2 separate regions of the Mus musculus genome follow, and region 1 is linked to region 2. Evidence: chromatin contacts called from public HiChIP or PLAC-seq data. All regions are on one chromosome and are shown on one strand. The core of a region is the stretch at or near the end of the contact, and the rest is flanking DNA. Distances in the headings are between cores, read along the strand shown. Region 1 overlaps Hlcs (holocarboxylase synthetase (biotin- [propriony-Coenzyme A-carboxylase (ATP-hydrolysing)] ligase)). Region 2 overlaps Hlcs (holocarboxylase synthetase (biotin- [propriony-Coenzyme A-carboxylase (ATP-hydrolysing)] ligase)).

Region 1 (5,329 bases), core at 629-3,128, 80 kb before region 2:
CTGACTGGCTGATATCTGGGGCAAAGGAAAACGAGCACACGTCCCAGAGCCCTTCACTCCCAGGGTCTCCTCCAAGTCTTGCTCTCTGCATTTTATTTCCATGCTAAGACACTTCTCCATCTTCCCGAAGTTGCTGATTTGGCATCAATCGGATATAGTTCAGAGCAGGAGGTATTAATGGCCAAAGCCAAGCTCTCTCTCTCTCTCCCCCCCCTCTCCCTCCCACTAAATATATCTAAATATATCTATCAATCATCTATCTATCTATATGTGTGTACTTATATATGTGTGTATGCATTTATCTATTGTGAATCTGTCTGTGAATCTATCTATCCATCCATTCATGTATGTATGTACTTATATATGTATGCATGCATCTATGTAGATATCTATATATCTATTTATGCATATCTATATATATGTATGTATGTGACATGTATATGTATGTATCATCTATCAATCTATGTGTACTTATATGTGTGTGCATCTATTATGAATCATCTTTCTGTGAATATCTTTCTTTCTTTTCTTTCTTTCTCTCCCTCCCTCCCTCCCTCCCTCCCTCCCTCCCTCCCTCCCTCCCTCCTTCCCTTCCTTCCATCCATCATCATTTGTGGGAGAACAGGGGTTGAGCAGGGCAGAGGACAAACTGGTATTGTGTATTAACAAGAAGTTACATGTCAGTCTGAAGCGTTCCTCAAGATTCTTGCAAGCAGTGCCCCTTAAAGCAAGCCTGTGCCCTGCGTAGCTCCCCACCCTCTCCTGCAGGCTAAAAGAACCCCTAAGGGAAGGAAACTGCTTAAAAAACACCCCTTCCCACTCCCGCCCGCCCAACACCCGCTGCCTCCTGTATCCCTGAAGTGTGTAGTACTTGCATAGGGGAGGAAGCCTATCATTTCTTTTCGTGCAAAGACTATGTTGGGCAGGGTCTGGCTGGTGCAACCGTGGGTCTTCCTCACAGCTGCAGGAGCAGAACAAGGCATTCAGGAGTAACCCAACCTGTGCCAATACACGTGAAACACATCCTCACAGTATTTCTCTTGGACACTATGAATCACTCCTTGAGGTGGAGTATGCCTGCCCACCCCTGGGTGCCAAGAATAAAATGTCTTTTGCTTGTCCTGGACAAGGGGGAAATTGTAAGAAGGAGTCTCTGTCTTACAGCAGGGTTAACATTGTCATTTAGTGTCTCCTGTTTCCTAGAGGGTCCCATTCCCGAGTCTGGGTTCCCGGGGTAAATGGAGGAGGGGGGAGGGGGATGGGAGGAGGGGGAGGGGGATGGGATTGAGTATTCTGTGAACGGACTGCAGAAGCTCTCAGAATGGTGGGTAATGTACAATGCTCTTTAAACACGTGGACCTTAGATGTTCAAGCGCTACGTACACCCAGCAATGGAAAGGGGTGGGGGCAGGGCCACAGGAACATGAGTGGCTCAGAAACCAAATGCGGACTTTTAGAACAAAGAGGAGTGATTAAGGGAGCGTACACACCAAACTGCTAGGGGTTTGGCAGCACTTAACAGACCATGCTAACGAGCAGAGTGAGTCCATGCTGCTGAGGCCAAGAGGAAACTCTGCAACAGAGACAGGGGAGGAAGGAGCTAATGCCTGTGCGAGACAACTGGAGGCCGCCAGATTTATTTGTGCTATCTGAGATAACTCTGGGGGCCAAGCCGCACAGCTCACGGTCGACAAAGGAGCATTTATGAACTTTGTCAATGCTGCGTTTCTGAAAATGAAGCTGCTGCAGTCTGCTTTAAGTAGAGAAAAAGCAACCGTGGATAGATGCCATCCTTTCTTGATGCCCTTGTACCAAAGGGATGCTGAAGAAAAGCCCTGCTTGTGCTGAGCCTGAAACTTCTGCAGCCCTGTACGGGATCTCTTTGCAGTCCAGATGATCTAATCCCCACACCGAGTGCTCTGATTACAGAGGACAGCACAGGGGTGCTCCGAGCAGACTGGCCAATAGGAAAACTAAAACAGCGAGCAAAAGTTTAATTGAGATGCAGCCCATACTGGTGGGGATCTGGCGCAGCCACGTTCATCAGTTAGAAAAGCAACAGTCTGGGAAAGATCTATTGGAACAGTTAGCTGAGTCACAGTGTGAGGACCCAGAAGGACAACTGGTGATCATTATAACAAGAGCTCTGACACACAGACACACAGCGTACCCTCAGAGGGTACGCTGGCCCCAAAGTGCACACTGAACAGCAAAGTTCAAAGGTAACACATGAATTTATCCAACTTACGGGAACTTAAAAAAAAAAAAAAAAAAGAGGCAGGGGCAGTCGGATCTCAGAGTTCAAGACTAGTCTGGTCTACAGAGCCAGTTCCAGGATAGCCAGGACTATACAGAGAAACCCTGTCTCAACAAATAAATACACACACACACACACACACACACACACAATCTCAACAGATATGTAGATAAACTGTGAAGATGGCAGGGTCAGACAGTAAGAGCCTAATAAATGCACACTGACCACCATAAGCAGACCTTCCCGACACCCATGGATGCCAGCTTTGTCATCTTTTACTACCTTCTGACTCAGTAACTATGTTGCCTGCTTCTAGAACTGAATCCTAAGGAGTACTCTGAGAAGAAAAAGACTTCTGAGTTCTAACTATTTTCTTTTGCTCCCGCTTTCTACTTTGTATTGAGATATAACCTCCAACCTATGAAGTGCACAAATCTTTTTTTTTTTTTTTTAATTTATAAAATGCACATGATTGTTTGTTAAGGCAATGCTATGGTCAGAGATCAGAAGGACTGACCGCCCTGCTAGAACAAACGCATGAGAGAAAGAGTTGAGTGTTTGCCTGTAGTTCTAGTCCTCGGCAGCCTGAGGCATACAAGCAAACAGTGAGTCCTTTTTCGTCTTCATCCCATGCGGCCATCCCTTCTGCCCATGTGATCAGGCTTGGTGGTGATCCCGACTTCACTCCCTCCCACCAATTGTTGTTCCTTTTACATGTTATAAAGTTGTTAGTTAGGGGTGTGTGTGTGTGTGTGTGTGTGTGTGTGTGTGGCTTTGTCTTAGTTACTTTCTACTGCTGTGATAAGACACCAAAGCCAAAGCAACTTAATTGGGGTTTCAGAGGGCTACAGAGTCCATGCTGGCGGAGAGAATCTTTTGAAACCCCAAAGCCCTCTCCCCATGACATATCTCCTCCAATAAACCCACTCCCAACTCTTCCCAAACTGGGGACCAAGTATTCTAATCTACGAGCCTGTGGGGGCATTCTCACGACGCTCTCCCCCACCCTCCGTCCCTTCTAGCTGGACTGCACCTCTATGATAAAAAAACAAGCCAAGCCTCAGTTGTCTCTATTCTCTCATGACCCCCTCTGCACATGGTAGGCACATGCCTGCTTTCTTCATTCTCTCTCTTCCTTAGAGAGAGCTGCCACCTTGGACCTACATCATTCTCTCTGTCTCCCTCCTTCCACTCTCTAATCTCTGGTGTAGGCTGGGCATATTTGGCACATCCATGAGGTCTCCCTCATTCCTGTCTGCTCACTGCTGTGTGGTGCAGAACTCGACACTGATTCATCATTTAGGTGTTCTCAGACCTTGATCACATGTATGGAGACACAGTCAGGGTTGCACCTAAAGTGTCGGAGGTGGGATGGCGGTCAGAGAGCAAGGGCTCGTGTGACTTTGTGAGATATGCCCAGACACTCCTGACCTACTCATGGACCAATTAGAGATGACCTTCATTCCCCCACATCTTCACTGATGGCTTACGACACTTGTGTGTGCATGGGGCATCCAGTTAGGACCTGTGCATTTGTCTTTTGCCCATTTAAGGAGTTCTTATGTGTTTGGGAAATGATCTATGCTATCTATTGCAAATATTTTCTTCTAGTTTGTTATTTATCATTTAATTTGGCTTATAGTCTTCTACTACTCCCTTTTTTTGCCTCTTGTTTTTGCTTCATGGCTAGAGGTTCTAGAGACTCTTTCCCCATCCCTGAGTCATACAGGAATTCACTGGCTTCTTGTGTGTGGATGTGTTCCTGCCCCGGTGAGAGTTCCTTCCTGAGGAGGATAAGACTTTGGTACAGGCCTGGCTTTTTATTTTTCCAATTCCTGACAGTTTGTCTCAGAACTGTTGGTTGGGAAACCTTTTGTTAATAGATGTGCTCCCCACCCTTGCCGTGGAGGTGTGGGACCCCTCCTTCATTTGGTACAGGGTCTAATGTACTCGGGGCTGTCTCTGGAAGGGATTCCTTCTCTGTTGGCGTTGGTCACCATCCCTAACTGTGCTGACGTCACACAGCTTTAGTTACCAAGCACGTCTCAGTACCCGGTGAGCCCCGTCCTCCACACTGCTCTCCTCAGGCCTTTGCAGATATTGAGGGTTTCTGTCTGTCTGTCTGTCTGTCTGTTTTGTATAAATACACTTTCTAAATTAATTTGAGAATTGCAGCGTTTGTGAAGACAAGTTGCCCTGTGAGCAAGGAGTCTAATGTTGCATAAATACATCTCTTTAGGCATTCCTGTCAGGTTCTTTGCTGTTGTAAATACATATCGCAATATTTCACAGTTACTACCTGTGATAAAATCTACTGATTGCTATGGGCTAATTTTATATCCTGCCCCGAATGAATTCCTTCATTGCTTAAGTTAGAGAATTACCACTCCTCTAAGATTTCACAGCAGGCCATCATTGCATCTGCGCACACAGTTCTACTTATTTTCCAGTTATGCCTCGAGTAGGCATTAGGTTCTGTGATGCCAACATGAAAGGGTTCCCGCTACTTTTGTTTTTTGGGCTTTTTGTTTGTTTGTTTGTTTTTTGTTTTGTTTTTTCCAGACAGGGTTTCTCTGTATAGCCCTGTCTCTCCTGGAACTCACTTTGTAGACCAGGCTGGCCTCAAACTCAGAAATCCTCCTGCCTCTGCCTCCCAAATTCTGGGATTAAAGGCGTGCGCCACCACTGCCCCGGGGTTCCCACTATTTAGCCTACCAGCAGCACAGCACTCAATTAGATCTCACTAAGATCTCAAGAACAAATGAACCACCGAGCCATGCAGAAGGGTAGCTCCAACTAGTAATAGTGAGTGGGCTCTTTGGCTCTTCGAAATATCCTTCAAGGTTTTGGACAGTACACAGCTCTCTGGTGCCTTTTACTGAGCCAGTCCTTAAATGCCCCCAAATGGTCCCAGGTATCATGACCATGTGGTCACATTTTATGGCTGAGGAAGTGGAGGTTTGGGGGGTTGGGGGCTGGTTCACTACAGAAGACCTGCTGTTTTGTCTTGGGATCTTGATATGTAGCCAGGATAGCCTTGGACTTGAGATCCCCCTGCCTCAGCCTCTCTGC
Region 2 (5,422 bases), core at 1,765-4,264:
GGCAGCCTCGGCTCTCACAGGAAGTTTGTATTAACTAGAAATGTCCTGTACCAGCTGCTACTTAAGGACACAGAGAGAGAGCTGCTAGTCAGGACCGGGGCTGTCACCTAAGACAAGGCCCTGGGTGTGGCCACCGTCACCTAATGTAGGTCTCAGAAAAGGCTCATCCGTGTTGCTATCTGCATCCACAGACAATGGCACAGAGGAACAAGCAGCCCATTCCACTAGTAGGACGGGGAGGCTTAGAAAACAAACTATATGGGACAAGAAAGTCCATAACGGCAATCAACAGTAGTCAAACCAACAGAGACACAGCCAAGCACTTGGGACAGGGAGGACTAAGTGTTTTTTCTATTTAGAGTCACAGTCAGATTTCCACTGTGGAATGAGGTGAGTCTATAATTTCCATTCAGAGAGATGGAGCTGGCATGAGGTCAGTAACTGTTAACTGAGCCTGTGACAGGAGAGACTCGTTGTGGCTGTTCAGACGCAATGGGGCACAGGCGGACTGCAGTGGGTGGCTGGCCTTTCAGATCTAAGAGAAAATGGGTCTGGAAAACACTGTCCACCTGATGCGGGGCATGGGAGATGCCCTCACTTCCACAAATGCCCCTAAGGTTGGCAGCCACCGGTGAAAGGAGGAAAAAAGGGCCCAAAATAAGGGCTGTGCAAGCATTCTACGGGCCTCCCGCAGGAGTGCAGGTTCTCGCCTGAGATTCACAGTCGCGGATCACAACACCCAAGCATCTTGGATCTCCTCTACAGATATCGAGGAAAGCTAAAAGTCAGATTATATCTTGTTTGGTTCGTTTGAGATGACAAAGCTCCATGGATTGTTTTCAAAAGTGGAGAGGACACTAAACGAAGGAGAGAGGATTAAAAGCTCCAGAAAAGGGAGAAGGCAGAACTTGCATAAGCTTCTACCTCGCACTCTGCACCTCGTTCCAAGCATAAGGACCCTCCCTCATGGGGCCAGGCAGAGCCTAGGTGTTACCTGCTGACCAGCCAAACAAGCTTGGAAGGAACTCTAAGGTCTAAAATGTTAGTAAGACCTCACCTGAGACAGCGTCCTCCCCCTCTGCTGAACTTTCCCCTCCCTCCACCGTCCTGGGCCTCTCAAGCCTCCAGATGGCTCTGTGGGCCGGGGCGGCTCCCAGGGCAGCTGAGTTCTTACTGCAGTGCCACCAACTCCTCTGCAGTCCATGGAGTTACTGACTTAAACAGCCAACCAGTTATTTAACCAGTATTCAGACAGGGCTTCACATATTCCAAGCTGGTCTTGGAATCTACTACACACTTGAAGACAGCCTTGGGTTCCCAATCTTCCAGCCTCTGCCTCCCAAAAGCTGAGATGGCAGGTGGGTACTACCACACTGGGCCATCCCAGCTCCCCCAAAGTCTGGCTGTTTGGCTTGGAAGTGACCCCAGGACACAGTTCCTTCCAGGGGAAGCATTTAAACATTCACCCAGACAACTGCTCCCCACTTCCACCCACGACAGTGGCTACTTAGTATGAGAGGGCCACGGGGCCCACGCAGATTTCCCTGGGTGCCAGAGGGAGTTCTGGCCATCCGTCCCTAGGGCAACCCTGGAGAAGTCGAGAACTTCGCATGACACCGTGTGCTGTGAATAAGACTCTCCCGTGGCATGGAACATCCGCAGGGAAAAGCGAGTTTACCTTCCGACTGAACAGCACCTCCAGGAGGCATAAAGGGCTTAAAGGAGAGAACGTGAGAGCTCAAAATAAAAGAAGTCAGCCAGCAAGGGAGTATCCCAGCCTGAAGGACTTCAGGTACCTTCCTGTCCAGCCTCCATGCAAGCCCTAAGGCTGGGAAAGCCCCTGTGGCTACTTGTATGTAGATTCCTGTATTTACCTCATTTGAGAAGGAGTTTATTACTTAAAAAAATAAGCTCCTTCCCAGCACTCGGGAGGCAGAGGCAGGCGGATTTCTGAGTTCGAGGCCAGCCTGGTCGACAAAGTGAATTCCAGGACAGCCAGGGCTACACAGAGAAACCCTGTCTCGAAAAACAAAAACAAAAAACAAAAACAAAACAAAAAACAAAAAAACAAACAAAATAAGCTCCTAACAGTGGGGGTGGGGCTGTCCCTGACTCTTTTGCCTACTTGTAGGACCCTTTTCCTCCTACTGGCTGCCTTGTCCAGCCTAGACGTAATGATATGTGCTAGGTCTTACTGTAATGACTCTGGTGGGTTGATGTCCCTGGGAGACCTGATCTTTTCTGAGGAGAGGCAGAGGTGGGGAGGAAGAGACGGGGAGGCATGGGGTGGGAGGGAGAACTGTGGTTGGGATGTGATATATGAGAAAAGAATAAAAAGAAAGAATTGCAATATTAGACATTCTTAAGCCACAGATACAGCATAGCCCTCTCACCTTACAAACAAGGAAGCTGGCCCAGACAGGCTGAGAGAGTCACTTTGCACCCCAGGCTGTTAAAAGTAGCCCAAGGTTTCCAGGCTGTTAACATGGCCACCTGCCCCACCAGGCACTTTCGGTTTTGGGTAAACGCTGCACACATACACACACATTCTCCAGCTCCAAACTGTGAAAACTCCATTACCATTCCGGTGACCTCTGGAACCCACAGGCAGGACTAGGCTCCCATCCTCTCTGGACTCTTCCTGCTCCCCATGCCCTTCCCACGGCCTAGGAGAAGCTCCTCTACCAGCCACTGACCTCACCCTTCTCCTTGCTAATTTGAATACTCTTCGGGGAGTGTTAGCATTTTGTCTAAACTGAAAATGATGAATGACTTCTTGTGCAACGCAGAAAGTATGTGGCTTTGGGCTCTCCAAGTGACGGAATACCCTCCATGCAGAAACAGACCTCTCTGTCCCCGAGGTGTGCCCGCGTATAAGAACCTGGTAAGGGGCAGGTGAGAACCATGAAGCTCTTGCTCCAAAACAGGTGTTTTATTTGAAAGAAAAACAAAGGTTGTAAATAAGCCTTAAAACAAACTCAGGAAAGAGGAAGTGAGGAGAGGCGACCTAACAAACAGGGGAAATAGCTGCTTCATTACCCAACACGATATTACAGTTATTTTTTCTTTACACATTTACAGGGTTTTAATACAATGCATTTGTAAACCCACCCACTGCTCAGCCTCTGTCTCCATACTACGTGGACACAGGTGAGTGAGTGGTCACACCTCCGAGAACACACTCGTGAACACGCCATTCTAAACCTGTCTAAACTGTTCCTAATTAGGACTCGTGTTAACCCCTAAACCAACGTTTGAGAAGTTTTTCTTATCACATGTGTCTGACTGCACCAGACCTGTAGACCTACTCACAGCCTCCCCTGGCTGTAGGCTCACAGCCTTCTCGGGGAGTAGTCTTAGGCTCGCCACCCAGTGATGTGTCCACCTAGGACCAGAAGTACAACCGGATCTCATGCTGGTCAGAAATCATGTTAAGCATTAAAGAAAAACTCTAAATATTCCGAGTCTTGCTTTTTCTCAGTTTCCACATCAATGGCTGGCTGTGTGTACTCTCCAAGAAAGGAATGCGATCATCTTGGTTACAGACAAACAGATTAAACGACTGCCGACCAACCTTCCACCTTCACACCACATGCCCTCCCTGCAAAGGGCCGAGCACACAGCTACCTTTCCTAGTGGCATGAACAGGCACCGACGAACCTGACATTTTCACAACTCATGGGAAGTCATGAGATCTGGCCTGGGCCCCAGTAGCCAAACATCCCTGGCTGACTTGCCAGGACATAGCCAGATGTCTAGTGAGCATATCCGGGTTGGCCCAGGTCAGGTCATGGCTCTGTTACTATGGGCTAACTTGTCTGTACCCTATAGACTCCAGATAAAACACTTCCAGCCACCAGAGGGGTTCAGGTCACTTGTAAATGGCAGCCGCCTCTATAGCTTCTTTCTCTAAGATGAGCGTGAGCTACAAGGATGAGGTTTTAACCACGTCCTCCAGATTGATTCCCTTATTGGCTGTTTCTCTTTATTAAAGATTTATTTATTCCATGTGATTACACTGTCGCAGTCTTCAGACACACCAGAAGGTGGCATCGGATCCCATTATAGATGGTTGTGAGCCACCATGTGGTTGCTGGGAATTGAACTCAGGACCTCTGGAAGAGCAGTCAGTGCTCTTAACCTCTGAGCCATCTCTCCAGCCCTTGGCTGTTTCTCTCTCTCTCTTTTTTTTTTTCTTTCTTTTTACTTCTTTCTTTGCTTCATATGAGACAGGCTAGCCTTAAACTCACCATGTAACTGTGATCCTGAACTACCTGCACTGTGGTTACAGGTGTGTGAGGCCACATCAGGTTTATACAGTTCTGATAATTAGGTACAAGCACCTCACCCCACTAACTGGTACCTGTGTCCTGCTGGAGCTCACAAGGTATTAATTGAGTGGCTGAGCTTTAAATAAAACCAAGCAAATGATTACCGAGTATACAACGCACAGAAGGAAGTAGTGTAAAGTTACCCATTTGCTAGGGGCTAACGGTCTAACACACAGCTCTTCAGCTGTGTCTGGAAACACTGAAGCCACACAAAATTTGGCAACAATAAAAGGTCTCTGAATACATGATGAACCCAAGATTAACTCAGAATCAAACACTCAGTGAGCCCAAGGTGTTTCTGTCAGGACTCAGCTTGGTTCACCCTTCAATGTCACAGTGGACATGGTTCTGAACATACAACCCTCTTCGCCATGTGCACGCACACCACCACAGCACAGAACTCCAGTAACTGCAAGAGAGAGAGAGACTGGCCACATCTCGGCTTTGACGCTAGCATATTGTATTTGACATAGCACATTATGAACTGCAGTGGTACATACAGACGTTTCTACTCAGTAGATTAATTATGAAAACCAAGACTTTTTATATTTGCCTGCCATCCTTGTATCTCGGCAAGTATCAAGTTAGAAATTTTTTTAACATATTACATTCACCTATTTGTCACACATGTTTGTGCGGCATCTGGGCACGTGGAAGTTAGAGGACATCATGAAGGAGCCAGTGCTCTCCGCCTGGGATGAGGGCTGCCGGGATCGCATTCAGTCGTCAGACTTGGAAGCCACGTCTGCCACGCACTGAGCCATCTTGGCAGGCCTCGGATTAGTCTATCTTTTGATTGTGTTAGAATGCCTGGTTCGAAACTTTCTATTTGAGTTGAGCTGCATTGGAAAACACTGCTCTGTAAATTTCGACCTGGAATTAGGACAGAACTTCCAGCCATCTCTGAACTGGCCCTGAGCAAACTCTGTCTTTTTGTATTTAAGCAAAACAGTGTTCTCAGCACTGATGACTAGAGAATCAAAGTATCAATCAACTGTGAAAAATATGTCCTACAGTATCAAATACTCAGCCAAAATCTGTCTTTTTTGCAAAACCAAATAAGCCTATTATGATTCTCATTAGTGGGCACG

What was found. HiChIP or PLAC-seq counts read pairs in DNA pulled down with a chosen protein or histone mark.
Region 1: an H3K27ac HiChIP or PLAC-seq map of the HPC-7 cell line shows a contact between it and region 2, with 7 times the contacts expected there. The contact joins two enhancer-like sites. A contact is called at or near these places in 4 of 484 Hi-C or Micro-C datasets (embryonic stem cells, muscle stem cells, nephron progenitors and 1 more), 5 of 115 datasets of contacts at active chromatin or transcription factors (the HPC-7 cell line, acute myeloid leukemia, embryonic basal ganglia and 1 more) and 3 of 9 other capture datasets (adipose tissue, liver and pancreatic islet).

What each region holds. Positions count from the first base shown.
Region 1 is chr16:94,142,048-94,147,376 of GRCm38.p6, forward strand. The region is part of intron 6 of Hlcs (holocarboxylase synthetase (biotin- [propriony-Coenzyme A-carboxylase (ATP-hydrolysing)] ligase)); the gene reads right to left. Among named protein-coding and RNA genes, the nearest start is that of Sim2, 59 kb to the left of the region's middle. Within about 2 kb of position 1,879, at least 12 of the 459 cell types and tissues checked have an H3K27ac peak or open chromatin away from gene starts, as enhancers often do. A contact at or near this core is called in the HPC-7 cell line, where this site is marked.
Region 2 is chr16:94,220,462-94,225,883 of GRCm38.p6, forward strand. All of the region lies in intron 6 of Hlcs (holocarboxylase synthetase (biotin- [propriony-Coenzyme A-carboxylase (ATP-hydrolysing)] ligase)), which reads right to left. Among named protein-coding and RNA genes, the nearest start is that of Hlcs, 67 kb to the right of the region's middle. Within about 2 kb of position 3,015, at least 100 of the 459 cell types and tissues checked have an H3K27ac peak or open chromatin away from gene starts, as enhancers often do. A contact at or near this core is called in the HPC-7 cell line, where this site is marked.